Linked DNA regions of Rattus norvegicus: region 2 is linked to region 1. Evidence: chromatin contacts called from public Hi-C data. All regions are on one chromosome and are shown on one strand. Each heading gives the region's core, a stretch centred on a gene start, on an enhancer-like site or on the middle of the called end of the contact. The rest is flanking DNA. Distances are from core to core; before and after follow the strand shown. Region 1 holds the start of Polr2b (RNA polymerase II subunit B). Region 2 holds the start of Srp72 (signal recognition particle 72).

Region 1 (6,519 bases), core at 1,334-3,833:
ATCCTCTATATCAGTGGTGCTCAACCTTCCTAATGCTGTGATCGTTTATAGATACAGTTCCTCATGTTGTGATAACCTCCAACCATAAAATTATTTTTCGTGGCTACTTCATAACTGTACTGTTGGTACTGTTGTTTGGTACTGTTATCAGATGGAAATATCTGTGTTTTCTGATGGTCTTAGGCTATCCCTGGGTGAAGGTTGTTTGACTCCCCGAGAGGTCACGACCCACAGGTTGAGGACCACTGCTGTAGTACATCCAAGATAGTACAGCCAGAGATAGCTTTAAGTATGAAGTGCCAAAGGGTAGCTAATCGAGTTAAACTCCGCTTTCTTTCAAGGGAACACACCTAATTCCTAAGACTGTAACACTCCAAGTATGCATGTTTCCCCCTCCTTCCTCAGCTTCTCCCTTCAGATAGGCTTTTGCCTGGCAGCCTTGGCCTCAGGTTCTGCCTCCCCAGAGCTGTGATGACAGATAGTATCCCCATGCCAAGCTGTTAGTTTCTCAGAAAACTGGCATTTCTTCTTGAGGTATCTTCACACACCATAGTGCATCAGCTCTTTCAGATGTGAAACTGTCCAAGAATGAGTAAATTTAGGGGGTGAAGAGTAAGATTGAGGGTAAACAGTCAGAGTAAAAAGAGAACCATTTTGTTTGTTTATGGATCTACTCCACGGTAGCCTCCAACTATGTAGCTGAGAATGGCTTTGATTTCCTCCTGATCCTCCTGCCTCTTCCTCCTCCCTAGTGCTGGGGAGGATGCTGCGGACTAACTCAGGTTTCAGGTCTACTAGGCAAGCATTTTAGCTTTCAAGCTTTATCCCCAGGCCTCTAGAAACATCTCTATTAGAAAACCAAATATGCATTGAATTTCCAAACACTAACCTGACCCAAGAGGTATGACCAAAGAGAGGGACGGCTCCAGGATGCTCAAGGTAGACATTTAAGGGGAGATGTACTAGGTGCCTGGGTCAAATCTAATTTCTAAGCAATGGGGCCTCACCTGGCCAGGGGGAGATGGTGGCTCTGTCGATGGCTTCGGAGCCCTTGGCGGTGCAGTAATCAGACTCCAGGAGTGTGTTAAAGAGAGTGGACTTGCCAGCGTTCGTGGTGCCCACCAGGTAGACATCGCCGCGGTAGCGCCAGGAACGCTGAAGAGCAGAGATCAGTTCTTCAACTCCATAGCCCGTCTTGGCGCTAATCAGCCGCACGTCTTTGACCACCGTGCGGGACCTGGACGACGGATTCTGATTCTTTATCTCGTCCAGTGGCTCATTTCCAGTAGGGTACTGTGGTCCTCGATGACCAGGGGCCACCACGAGCCCGGCGCGGATACAGTCGTTCCACAGCCGCTTCCGCAGCCGCTGTAAGTAGCCGGGCGCATCCTGGGGCAGCAGGTCCACTTTATTCCCCAGCACGAAGAGCTGCTTGGGGCCCACCAGCTTGGGCAAGTCGGGCAGCAGAGCGTCCGGCAGGTCAAGCAGATCCACCATATAAAGCACCAGAGCGGGCCCCGGTCTCTGCAGCGCGGTGCTCACAAGCTCCAGGTACTGATCGCGGCTCACCTGCAGGCGCAGGGCACGGCGGTGGTGCACCAGTAGCCAGCAGCGTTGGCACACGGTCCGCGCCAGGCCACCTTCCGCCTGGGCAGCATCGCGGAACTTCTCGCCCGGCAAGTAGCCGGGCAGGCCAGGATGCTGGCAGTGGAGCTCGGCTCCGCAGCCCGAGCAGTAGATGCCGCTGGGCGGCACCGATGCGTCTGGAAGCTCCGGGACCGGCAGAGCCCGGAGGCCTGCCCGCAGTTTCTGCTGAAGCCGCTCCTCCCGCCGCTGCAACCTCTGTCGTTCTTTCTCCTGCTGCAGCTGCTGCAACTCCCGCAGCTCCCGCAATTCCCGCAGCTGTTCCTCAGGGGTCCGCTCCGGGACGTACTCCGGGAACAGAAAGCGTTCCTCCGTGTCGGTTCCTTCTTCACAGTCCTCGGTCGCCGTGGAACTAGGGGGAGCTCGGCGGCCCAGGGATGATCCACGCTGGCAGATGGTGGCCTCACACTTCCCCTCCAGGAGCCACCGTGCTGGGCCACGGCACGCAGCGGCTGGTGCGGGGCCCCGTAGGAGCCCGCACAGCAGCCTACAACCCAGGCGCGCGGGCAGCATGTGGACAGCGCGAGGAGGGCGGGGCCTCGAGCGCGCACGCGTGTTAGCGTCCGAGAAACTCCCAGGACCAGACAACGAAGGAACTGTCCAACGGCGTGACCAAGCCTAGATTTCTCGCGATGAAAGCTCTGAGACCCGAGAATTCAGTCAAACGTGCAAAGGCTGGGTGAGCAGAAGGTCCTCAGTGCTTAGCCCACAACCAGAGCCATTCTTCCCATATATCTCTACACAAACCAAGTGTCATTTGTGCAACAACACTAAAAAACACGCAACAATAAACTTTCATAAACTGAATCCAACTTCTGGCTGAGAAGCTGTCTATCTTCAACGCCAGCCAGCAACCTATAACTCGCACATGCGTAATTCACTCCTGCCAGCCGTTTCCTATTTGCGCAGGCGCAAATCTCTCATTTCCCCGCCCTCTCGCTTTGACGCCGAGGATTCTGGGAACGCCGGAGACGGAAATTACTTCGTCTGGCGCTCAGAGTTTGCTGCAGCGCTTTTCAACTCTAGTTTTGTGATTTCGAGTTAAGAGCTCCAGAAACCTTTGGCCAAGATGTATGACGCCGACGAGGGTAGGTGACCACGTAAGACACGCCTCCTGCTAGCCACTTAGGCGGGACGATGGGGGATGAAGGATCTGCGCCAGCCACCGCATCCCGTCCGTGGCGCGCGCCCGGCTGCCCGGCTCCTACACTTTAGCCCGGGAACGGTGTAGGCTTTGCCAGCAGTGCGTGCTCCACGTTCCTGGGTCAGGTTGACTGCTCCCTCTACCGCCTCCCGTTAAATCTGTAACCACCTTCCAGAATCGACGTAGTGTAGCTTATTAACATTCGGTTGTTTGATTGATTTCATTTATCATTTTAGTCGAAAAGCTTGAACTAACAGTTGAATAGCTTCTTTTAAAAACGGCACAGGGAATTGAGCCCAGGGCCTGCCGTCTGCACAAAAGCTATTTCTGAGCCTTATATCTAGGCACGGGTAGCTCAATTTTTGATTACGTCTGTGTGCTAGACACTGTTAAACTCTGAACGTATTAGGGACAAAGAATGGGTTCTGGGTTGACATTCCTTCACACTGTTTTCAGTTTAAGTAAATTGACATAAACATGGCCTTTAAGTGGTTTCTTCCCACAAGATGACAGTTCTAGAATGACATGTAGTTCATTGTATTCCCTTTCACTAGGACAAAATGGTTTCTCACTTTTCATACTTCACACTTCTTAGTCCTACCCACTTTATTTTCATGTTGTGTTTGTAACGCTCCCTCTCCTCTGATCAAAAATCATTTTATTCCAGCTCTCATTTTTTGTGGCTGTCTTTTACACCTCCTCCTCCCTTTTTCTCGAGGAAACAGTAGCTTCAGCTTTTAAAATTGCCTCAACATCTCAGACCCATTCATACCTCATTAAAACCTATTAGAGTCGTTGTATTCTTTTTAGAGTTCTAACTTGAAGGAAATTTAGAAGCTTTAAAGCCATTATGTCATTTATTTCTTTATTTTGTGAGTATGTGTGTGGGTGCACACATGGAGTGTACCATGTAGGTCCTGGAGTTTGATCTCAGGTTCATGGTCCTTAGACTATATATTTGTGTACAGCACATTTCACTCTTCAGATATTTTTAACAGGAACATGGCGCTCAGATAAAGCTTTCATTACTGGACTGGAGATGTAGCCCGGTATTAGCTTTGCCTAGTGTGGCCAACACCTTGCAGTCAACCTTAGGCACCGAGGAAAAAAGTTCATACTATTTGGAAAGTTGTACAGGGTATGGTGGGCATGAGTTGACTCTGTTTCAAAGTTTCTGAATCAAGTTGGCTGGAGAGATGGCTCAGTAGTTAAGAGCACTTGTTGCTCTTGCAGAGGACCTGGGTTGTCTCCCAGAAAGTGCCACACATAAATCTGCAGGATCCAGTGGTCCATATCTGGCCACATGCATGCAAGAATGCATAAAGAGCTTATGCATAAAATAAAAATAAGATTTAAGAAAATCTGAGTGTTGCCAAGAGGGGCCTGGAGGACCTGCCTGGGGTTTCTGACTGGAACACCTGTAAGTGGCTCTTACAGTTTGGCTTAGCAGTGAGTGTTGGGAAAGTATTAGAAGTTTTTTTAGTAACAGTTCTGGCCTTCAGAGCAAAGAAGTTAGACTTACAATGCCTTTTCTGACCCATGTTCTGAAAAACCATGTGACCTCATTGTAGCAGCAGGCTTTATTTCCTGGAGAGTCGAAAATGATGTGAATTCAAGGAGAGGATGTATAGACCCTTTATCTTTGTTTCTTGTTGAGGCAGGGTCTCATGATGTCTCTCAGACTGGTCTGTAATTTATGGTGATTCTTCTACTTCTTGCTTCCTGAGTGCTGAAACCAGCATGCCTAGCTGACTCCTGATCTTGATAGTAGGAGGGTCATGATCTCTTAGACTAAGAGGGTTGGGAAACACAGTCATGGTAATCTTTGGAACATGTAGTCTGTACGGGCCAGGCTTGTTGGCACATGTCTTTACTCATGGTTTAAGAGGCAGAGGCAGGGGGCTGGGGATTTAGCTCAGTGGTAGAGCACTTACCTAGGAAGCGCAAGGCCCTGGGTTCGGTCCCCAGCTCCGAAAAAAAGAACCAAAAAAAAAAAAAAGAGGCAGAGGCAGGAAGCTCTCTGTAAGTTTAAGACCAGTTCTTGTACAGAGTGTGCTCCAGCCAGCTAGGCTACATAGTGAGATCCTGTCTCTAAAAAGAAAAAAAAAGTATGCATATACATGCATGTATACTGTATACAGGTGAAATATGCGTATATAAATGTATGAAATGCTGCAGTCACAGACCACCCCAGGGTGTTGCTCAGTTATTTAAACCATTTTCTCTCTCATCATTGTCTCTGAGGCCTTACTGGTTAGAGGATCTTGCTCCTGCTAAGCGCTACACGGACTTTCTGGAGCAGACAGAAATTGTAAATTCTCACAACTTAACTGAAACTTTGCTGTAAAATCTCTGTATATAGGAAGAATATTGATATGACATTAGTTTTCTGAAATTCTAGGAAAATGGGGTGAAGTGATTGCCTCTTAGCAGAGTGCTATTTATTTCATAGAGGTAACGTTTGAACTTGTGGCATCTCATGGCCAGTGAGCATAGTGTATTGTTTTTGCAGATATGCAATATGATGAAGATGATGATGAAATCACTCCAGATTTGTGGCAGGAAGCATGCTGGATCGTGATCAGGTAACTTTAGACCAAACGGAACAGCTTTAGTAGATACAAGATGGTGTGAGGTCCTGTTGTTCTGTTCCTTCTAGATAGTCCTCGGCCGTATCTGTGCTTGCTAATGTGTAAGTAACATATATTAGTTACTTACAGGGTTGCTTTGTTTTATGCAGACAGAACAGTATGTAGCTCTGCATGCTGTGGAACTTGCTGTAGGCTGGGCTGGTTTGAACTTACAGCACTCTTGCTTCAGCCTTCTGAGTGCTGGGAATCCTACAGGGACACCTCACCATGTTTGGCTTTATTTATTTATTTAAAATATTTCCACCTTAGAGAAAAGCTAAAAAATTCATTTATGTACCTCATTGAAGCCCTTAAATATTGTCCTTATGCTATTCTGTTTTTTGTTTTTTGAGACATGGTTTTTTCTCTGTAGCCCTGGACATTCTGGATTTGGTTTTGTAAACCCCAGCCTCAAACTCAGAGACGTGTCTGCCTTTGCTTCCTTAATGCTGGGACTAAAGGCATGTGCCACCACACCTGGCCTCCATAAGTTTTTTCTTTCTTTTTTCTTCCTTTCTTTGTGCATTTTTCCCCAAGAAACATTGAAGAGTAAATAGCAGGCACTTTAATGTAATCACAGTATAGGAATTAATACTGATACAATAGCCTTATTTAACCTCCAGAATCTACATTTTTGCAAGTTATCTCACTAATTTTATAGCAAAAGAAGAAAATTTTTTTCTCATTTTTTTTTTTTTTTTCCTGGACCTAGGGTATCCACTGAAATTTATTTTGTCAGTTAGATTTTTGAGACCAGGCCTGAACTGGAACTTGCGAGTCCTCCTGCCTCAGGGCTTTGAGTGTTGCATGCTTTGTTGTTCTCTCTTTATTTCTTTCACTTTTATTTTTTGTGTTTATATGCCTGTGTGAGTTTATGTCCACCTAGTGTGCAGGTGCCCATGGAGGCCAGAGGAGGGCATCCATGGGACTGGAGTTGAAGATAATCATGAGCCGCCATGTAGGTGCTGGGAATTGAACTTGGCTCCTTTGGAAGAGCTGCCTGCTCTTTACCATGGAGCTATGTCTCTGCTGAACCATCTCTTCTGCCTCATACATTTTCTTTTATGTCTTATTTTTGTGCTTCCTTCAATCTGAAACAGT
Region 2 (7,402 bases), core at 1,412-3,911, 360 kb before region 1:
AATGGAATACTACTCGCTATTAAAAATGAGTACTATATGAATTTTGCAGGTAAATAGAATTAGAAAGTCGTCTGACTGAGGTAAGGAGACCCAAAAGGACAATGTGGTATGAACTCACTGATGAGTGGATATTAGCCCAATAGCTGGGAATACCCACAATACAACTCACAGACCATATGAAGCTTAACAAAAAGGAAGGTTAAAGTGGATGCTTCAATGCAACTTAGAAGGGGGAACAAAATAATCATGGGAGGCAGAGGCTGGTAGGTACCTGAGTGGGAGGGGGAGTCCAGTGGGCCAGGCGAATGAATAGTAGTATGTAGCACTGGGGGAAGTCCCAGATGCTGGGGATGGGAGAGGCTCCCAGGACCCAATGGGGATGACAGCTGAAATGCCCAACAGTGGGGAGACAGAACCTGAAGAGGTCACCTCCAGTAGATAGGTATGGCCTCCAGTTGAGGTATGGGGCCACTCACCCAAGAGAAAAATTGAAGGAAAGGCCATCCAGAGACCGCTCCACTTTGGGATCCATTCCATCCACAGACACCAAACCCCAACACTATTTCGGAGGACAAGATGTGCTTACAGACAGTGGCCTGGTATGGCTATCTTCAGAGACTCTGCCAGCTCCTGACTTAAGACAGATGCAGATACTCACAGACTTTTCTGATCTTTAAAGGGAAAAAATCTAGGTCTCTATTCTTAATTGTAATCCTCAGATTCTCACAGAACTTATCACCACTCAGTATATATTTTTATTGCCTATCTCATGTAGGAAATGCATAGTCCAAGTACACTGGATATCGTATCTCAGCAATGTAAATTCCTATATACAGGCAGGCAGATACATAGTACTGAAGTACTCTGTGAATGAACGTGCAAGTTCCCAAAAGGGGACACAACTCCGTGTAACTTACTGGACTGATGCATGTACAGCAGCTGGGGAATCTGCTGTAGTTGGTCTTGAGTGTTCTGTAGAGGCTCCTTTGACACTGTTTAAAGGTGGTGGAACGTCTAGGCCAGTGATTTTCAACCTTCCTAATGCCATGACCCTTTAACACAGTTCTTCATGTTGTGGTGGCACCCCCCACCATAAAATTATTTTGTTCCTGCTTTTTTTTTTTTTTTTTTTTTTTTTTGCAATTGCTATGAATAGTAGTGTAAATATCTAATATGTGACCCCCCCCTCCAGGGGTCATGATTCGCAGGTTGAGAACCACTGCTGTAGGAGATAGTGCCTAGTGTAAGTGTGCTTTTGAAATTGACATTTTGTCTGGGGCTTCAGCTTTTTCCTGCCCAGTAATCATTAAGTGTGCAGCTTTGGGTAACTACTACCTGATTTCTATCATGATGTTCCTCACTGAGGTTCCAAAGCAACAAAGCCAACCTACTATAGCTGAAATTATGATCCAAAATAAACTCATCCTCATAAATTCAGTATCATGTATTATTATACTGACTACACAAAGTTGTCCAGAACCATATGACAATCAGCTAGAGTTTCAGCCCTTGACCCAGACAAGAAATATGAAGTAGACGCGTGGTTTAAAAGCTGAGTAACAACATTAAGAGAACTTGAGGTTCAGTCTACGGGAGGTGAAGGAAGGTTTGGTTCAGGTCTCCCAGGTAGTAAGTAAAGTAAATAAGGCCTATGGCCTTACGACTATAGGTTGTTAGAGGGACTTAAAGAATCAGCACTCAGGAATAGAGCCTTGTAGAGGGTGTAGCTGAATGCTGAGCCCACTTGCTTAGCATGCATGCATCTTCTCCACAAGGAAGTTGAGCCTTGAAACCAGAATGTATACTGACTAGGCTGCGTGACCAAGTTTCCTTAAAGAAGTACAATAAGGGGCTGGAGAGATGGCTCAGTGGTTAAGAGCACTGACTGCTCTTCCAGAGGTCCTGAGTTCAATTCCCAGCAACCACATGATGGCTCACAACCATCTGTAATGAGATCTGATGCCCTCTTCTGGTGTGTCTGAAGACAGCGACAGTGTACCCACATACATGAAACTTTTTTTTTTAAAGTACATTAAGGAAAACCTCCAAGACGTAGTTTATTGTATGACATCTACACAAGTCGTACAATCAGTTCAGAACCTGGATATTCTCATCTCATCGGGCTTCCAGCCCACACTGCTCCTGAGCTAGATCTCAATGGGAGGTTAAACAGTTCCTTTCACTGTATTTTCATCAACAGCGATCTTCACTTCCCCCAGATTCATTCCCAGGTTCTAATCCTGTTCATGTCCTGAAACGGCAATTCTGAAGCACCCATGAGAAGCTGTGCCTGTACCTGCCTCCTTCAAGCGACTCTACGGTTCCTTAAATTAATTACCACCTAATACCACCTGAGGAACCGGGAGTTTTTCTCTTCCAAAGAGTGTCTCCCGGCCAGTCGGACCACAGTGGTCTCACCAGAATGCCGGCGGCTTTGGGCTGACAGTTTCGGTGAGCACCTTTTCTGAATCTGACTCCTCCTATCTCCAGTCGCCTTTTGAGTAGGAGTTGGGGCGTAAGTCTTGAAAGAAAACCGATTTCTGACCCCAGCTCTGGAACCTACGCGCTCGCAACTCCCTGCCGCCTAGCAACCACCAACTTCCTCCTTCGCCCGGCCAACTCCGAGATCCTCTTCCGGGGCAGAGGTCGCCCTACTCCTCCCCCACCTCCACCTTCTCCAAGATGGCGAGCGGCGGCAGCGGTGGGGTGTCAGTCCCTGCGCTGTGGAGTGAGGTGAACCGTTATGGGCAGAACAGCGACTTCACGCGTGCCCTCAAGACCGTCAACAAAAGTAAGTGTCGGGACAGCCGGACTGTCAGGAGGAAGCCGCCTGTGTCCAGCGCGCGCCTCCTCGGCACAGCCCGGAGGGGATCGCTGCGTCCTTCGTTCGGCTCGGCCCCCAAACCGGGGGCGGGTCGCTGTCCCACGGCCACCGGCGGCCGGAGCTCGGTCGCTTAGGGCCACGTGTACTTACTTCCCTCAGTCCCGGCGAGACCCGACGCGAGGGGGAGGGGGGACTTAAAGAGACCATGGCGTCCGGAACCGCTTCCAAATTGTTCTTGATATCTTCTCCGCTGCCGGATTTTGCGAAGATGTCAGATTTGACTTTTCTTCATTATCTTGAGCGAAGTGATCAAGATAGTGTCATGAAGGAAACTTATGGACTGGGGCTGGGGCAGGGGAAGGAACCTGCCTTGACACGTAGCATCCATGCTGTTGCAGACAAAGTGGAAGCATTGCAGATTCTAAAGGGAAGAGGTGTGAATGTCAGGTCTTTATTCATTTGCACGTACAAAAGCTTGCCGGTCTTAATTAGCCAGTGAATAAGCCCCAACCTTTAAAATAACCTAAGGAGACTTTGACCTGCGTTTTTAGCCCCATGAATTATAATTTCTAATTTTAGTTGTCTTCAATATGAGATTCCATAATTTGTTATTCTTCACTATATGCCTGTAATATGGCCATGCTATATTCTGTACAGTAGATAGACCTGTGTATGTTAGGTTTGGTAATGTAACTACCAAATCATTCAGCGGTACCAGGCACTAGTTATGTAAAGAATATCGCAGTAACACACGCTTTGCACCTTCAGGTCCCTGATTACTATAAAAGTAGTCATGGTGGCCACGCATTAAGGAAAATAGCTACTAATTAGAATTGAGTATGGACAAACTTACTTGCATTAACATTAGCCTTTTGCTGGGCTACAACCCATATTTGTATCAGTATAACAGTGTAGCAATTCTTTAATCAGCCAAGACTGTCACTTCAGCCCTACCCATTAATTTCTAGAAATTCCTTTACCGACTTGTAAACTGAGAATTGGATTCCTGCGGTAGACTAGGAGCAAGGGGAACCGTGATCCTAGTCCTTTTGACACCGGCATGCTGTTAGCATCGAACCTTGGCTGCCCGAATTACTATTTTATTAATATTATTATATTATATAATAAATTATTATTTTATTTCTCTTCAATCTCTTTTTGGGAAAGGGGAATTTTGGATATTTCTTTGGAACATTCCAAAGATGAATCATGCCTATGTTGTAGTTTTTGTTTGTTTTGCAGTGGCGAAAATTAGACTTAGGGCCTCCCATATGTTAGGCAATCTGTATTCCCGTTTTTATTTAGTTAAAAACGAGCTGAGGGACGGATTTAAAAATGGCTTTCCTAAAAAACGTTCTCTAGTATTGCAGATCAACAAGGATGATGTCACGGCCTTGCACTGTAAAGTTGTTTGCCTTATCCAGAATGGAAGTTTCAAAGAAGCCTTGAATGTCATCAATACTCACACCAAAGTGTTAGCCAAGTAAGTGATTCTGTTAGTGGTTATTAGAGCTATCACCTCACCCACTGCTTCCTCCAGCTCTTCCCTTTTGACCTGCTTTCCTTTTTTCTGTCATTGGTCTTTCTGAAGTTAGAAGACAAAGTAGTGATCTTGGTTCCTCTCTGCTGGACTGTTAGAATTTCAGAATTTTTTTTGTTTGTGTTTTTTTGCCTCTTTGCTTGTTTTCTGCTTTCCTGGGTTTTTATTGTTTCGTATTTGCATATTTGTTTGTCCCGGATCTAATCTTGCTGGCCTGGAACTCACTGTGCAGTCCAAGCTGGTTTTAAACGTACAGTCCTACTTCAGCCTCCTGAATGATGGGATGTGCCACAATTTCCAGAGCTGTCTTTCTTTTGAACTGCTCAGAAGGGGGTAAACCATAAAAGAATGCAGAACATAAATGTGAGTCACATATACAAGTTATGCTTGTGATCCAGCATGAGGAGACTGAGGCAGAATCTCTAGTTTGAAGCCGTCTTGGGCTATGGACTGAGACCATTTCCAAAGGTGGGCCTGGTGGAGCTGGATGGTTCTTGGAACAAGGATCTAGGGAGAAAACAAGGATGTACCTATCAACCAGACATGTGTACGCTTACCGCACATGAACATCTGCAGCATAGACGTCTGTAAGGTGAACTTAGCCTGACCTCTGGCCCTTGGACCATTAATTATTCAGGCCAAGACCTTTGAGCTGTTTGTTTTCAATTATTGATGCCTTTTTTTTTTTTTTTAATCTCATTTATATTTCACAGAACACAAACTTCCTGAATTGTTACTTTTTTACATTTGCTTTGATGAGTTTTTTCTGGGGGCGGGGGTTATGGTCAAAACTTCAAAATGAATTTTAAATATTACATTAATGTACATGAATTTTAAATCTGGAGATTTAAATAACTGCTTGCTTGGTTGAATCTTCTCCAGTTACCATATTTTATATCTAATTTTTTTTTCTTAACCATTTGCTTCATGAACAAGTTAACCAGTATTGTATATTTTGTTAGGAGATTTAAGAAACTTTCTTCTTTGGAGACAGTGTCGCATGTCTCCCAACCAACCTCAAGCTCCTCGGTAGCTGAGTAAGAGCCTACCTTTCTGATCTTTACCTGTACTTCCCAAGGCTGTGATAACAGACATGTACCATCATATCCAGTTGTAGGGTGCTGGGCATAGAACCCAGGGCTTCTGCTATGCCTCAGTCTCAAGATGTGGCCCATTTGAGTGTTTGCATTGTCCTTGTATTGAGCTCTTCCATGATTGCTTCTTTAATATTTGTTTCAGAATGCCAGTAGTTTTGTCAGTAGTCCTGAAAACAGAGCAGATGAGGTCATGGGTGCTGCATGTGGTGCTGCTTTAAGGCCTGTGTGATTTGGGAGGCAGGTCACAAAGATGGCTGTGGTGATATAAGACTTATATAACTGTAAGAATGTGCTTTTGTTTTGATTCCAGGTGTAGACAGGTATAGAGATGTGGGCTGCTGCAGGCTGACCACAGTAGCTGACTATGTTTTTCTGGTGCTGTACCAGAGGCATGGTTTTGCCAGCTGCAGATAATTTTTGAGATTGTGTGATGTTTAAGATTTTGGGAACTTTTCAGAGGTTATATAAATGCTAGGGCCCTGTTGTGGAGAGGGGTGTGTGTAGTTGTTGGTCTTCCAGGGAGGGTTGGTTGTGGTTTGTTAGTAGTCATGTTCAAAGAAGAAACAAAAAGAAAAGTTAGATTCAGATCCTCTCCCCATCCTTCTTTCTCACTTATCTAGTAAGAGGGAGTGAAACAGGGTGGGGAGGCTAAAGGGTGGAAAAAAGAAGAACCCACAAAGTAGCAAAAACGAGTTACACATGTATCAAGTGCTTAGAGCAATCTGGCATATGCAGAGTGTTCTACACTATTAGATAATAATCAGATCTGGTTTTGTTCTTGGTTTTTCCTTCAGTAACTCTCTGTCCTTTGAGAAGGCATATTGCGAGTACAGGTTGAACAGAATCGAGAATGCCTTGAAGACAATAGAAAGTGCCAACCAGCAGACAGACAAACTGAAGGAGCTTTATGGACAAGTGGTAATTACAACTTTAAATTCCTGTTGTCAATCACCGCAGACAGACACTGCTCTACCCTGACACGGAGCAGGGTGGGACATCCTGATGCTCCACAAACTCAGCCACCAAACCAGTTCCTGAGGTTTGGATCTGTTCTCTGGTCTTTCTGTCCTCTGGAAGAGTTGTACGTAGAGTATTCTACAAACTGGGACTTCTTTGGGGGCCATTGAATGACATTTGAACTACTGATTAGAAAGGTAAAGGCCAGTGAGCTATATACGTAGTTGAGACAATATTTCCAATATTAAACTAGTAAGTATTCTAAGTTTAACAATTATAATTATGAAAGTTAAGGATTTGGGAGACTTTTTCATAAAAAAAATATATATATGTGTGTGTGTATATATATATATGTGTATATATATATGTGTGTGTGTATATATATATGTGTATATATATATGTGTGTGTGTATATATATATATACATATATATATATATATATATAGTTTGTAAAACTATGCCCTTTGAAAATATGTCTTTTTGAAGTTTGTTAAAATTAGAGTTAGTCATTTTATATATGTTGGGTATTTTGCTTGCATATATAGTATGCATATCACATGCTTGCTTAGTGCCTATGGAGGTCCAAAGACAGTGTCAGATGCCCTAGAACTGGAGTTACAGTGGTTGTGGACCGCCATGTAGGTGTGAGGAATTGAACTTAGGTCTTTTGCAGGAACAAACAAGTACCTTAACCACAGAACTATGTCTCCAGCCTCTGAAGAATTTGAGACAAAATTAAGCCTGATCTGAAGGTGCTATTAATCCTGAGAGGACAGGGGACTATCTGAGTAGCTGTAGGGTGAGTTCCAGGGTTGATGAAAGAGACCAGTCTTGGTCATACAGCGGGAACTGACTGACCCAGAGTAGCAACTTCCACTCTCCTTTGTCCTACTACATGGCTCAGGCTGGTCAGGAATTTGCTGTATAGACTAGGCTGGCATTGAACTCACACAGATGTGCCTGCCTCTGTGTAGACTAGGCTG

Evidence for each region. A called contact is a pair of places that touch in the nucleus more often than the background predicts.
Region 2: a contact with region 1 is called in a Hi-C map of liver, with 3 times the contacts expected there. The contact joins the promoter of Srp72 here to the promoter of Polr2b in region 1. A contact is called at or near these places in 5 of 12 Hi-C or Micro-C datasets (the A7r5 cell line, Schwann cells, liver and 1 more).

The regions. Positions count from the first base shown.
Region 1 is chr14:31,185,286-31,191,804 of GRCr8, reverse strand. Polr2b (RNA polymerase II subunit B) reads left to right here and starts at 2,583. Exons shown (of 25, transcript NM_001106002.1): 1 at 2,583-2,732; 2 at 5,301-5,373. The coding sequence starts at 2,714. Noa1 (nitric oxide associated 1) reads right to left here and starts at 2,235. Exons shown (of 7, transcript NM_001401447.1): 1 at 1,008-2,235. The coding sequence starts at 2,157.
Region 2 is chr14:31,545,233-31,552,634 of GRCr8, reverse strand. Srp72 (signal recognition particle 72) reads left to right here and starts at 2,661. Exons shown (of 19, transcript NM_001170601.1): 1 at 2,661-2,791; 2 at 4,187-4,307; 3 at 6,256-6,379. The coding sequence starts at 2,683. LOC120096737 (a long non-coding RNA gene) reads right to left here. Exons shown (of 2, transcript XR_010057688.1): 2 at 1-5,628.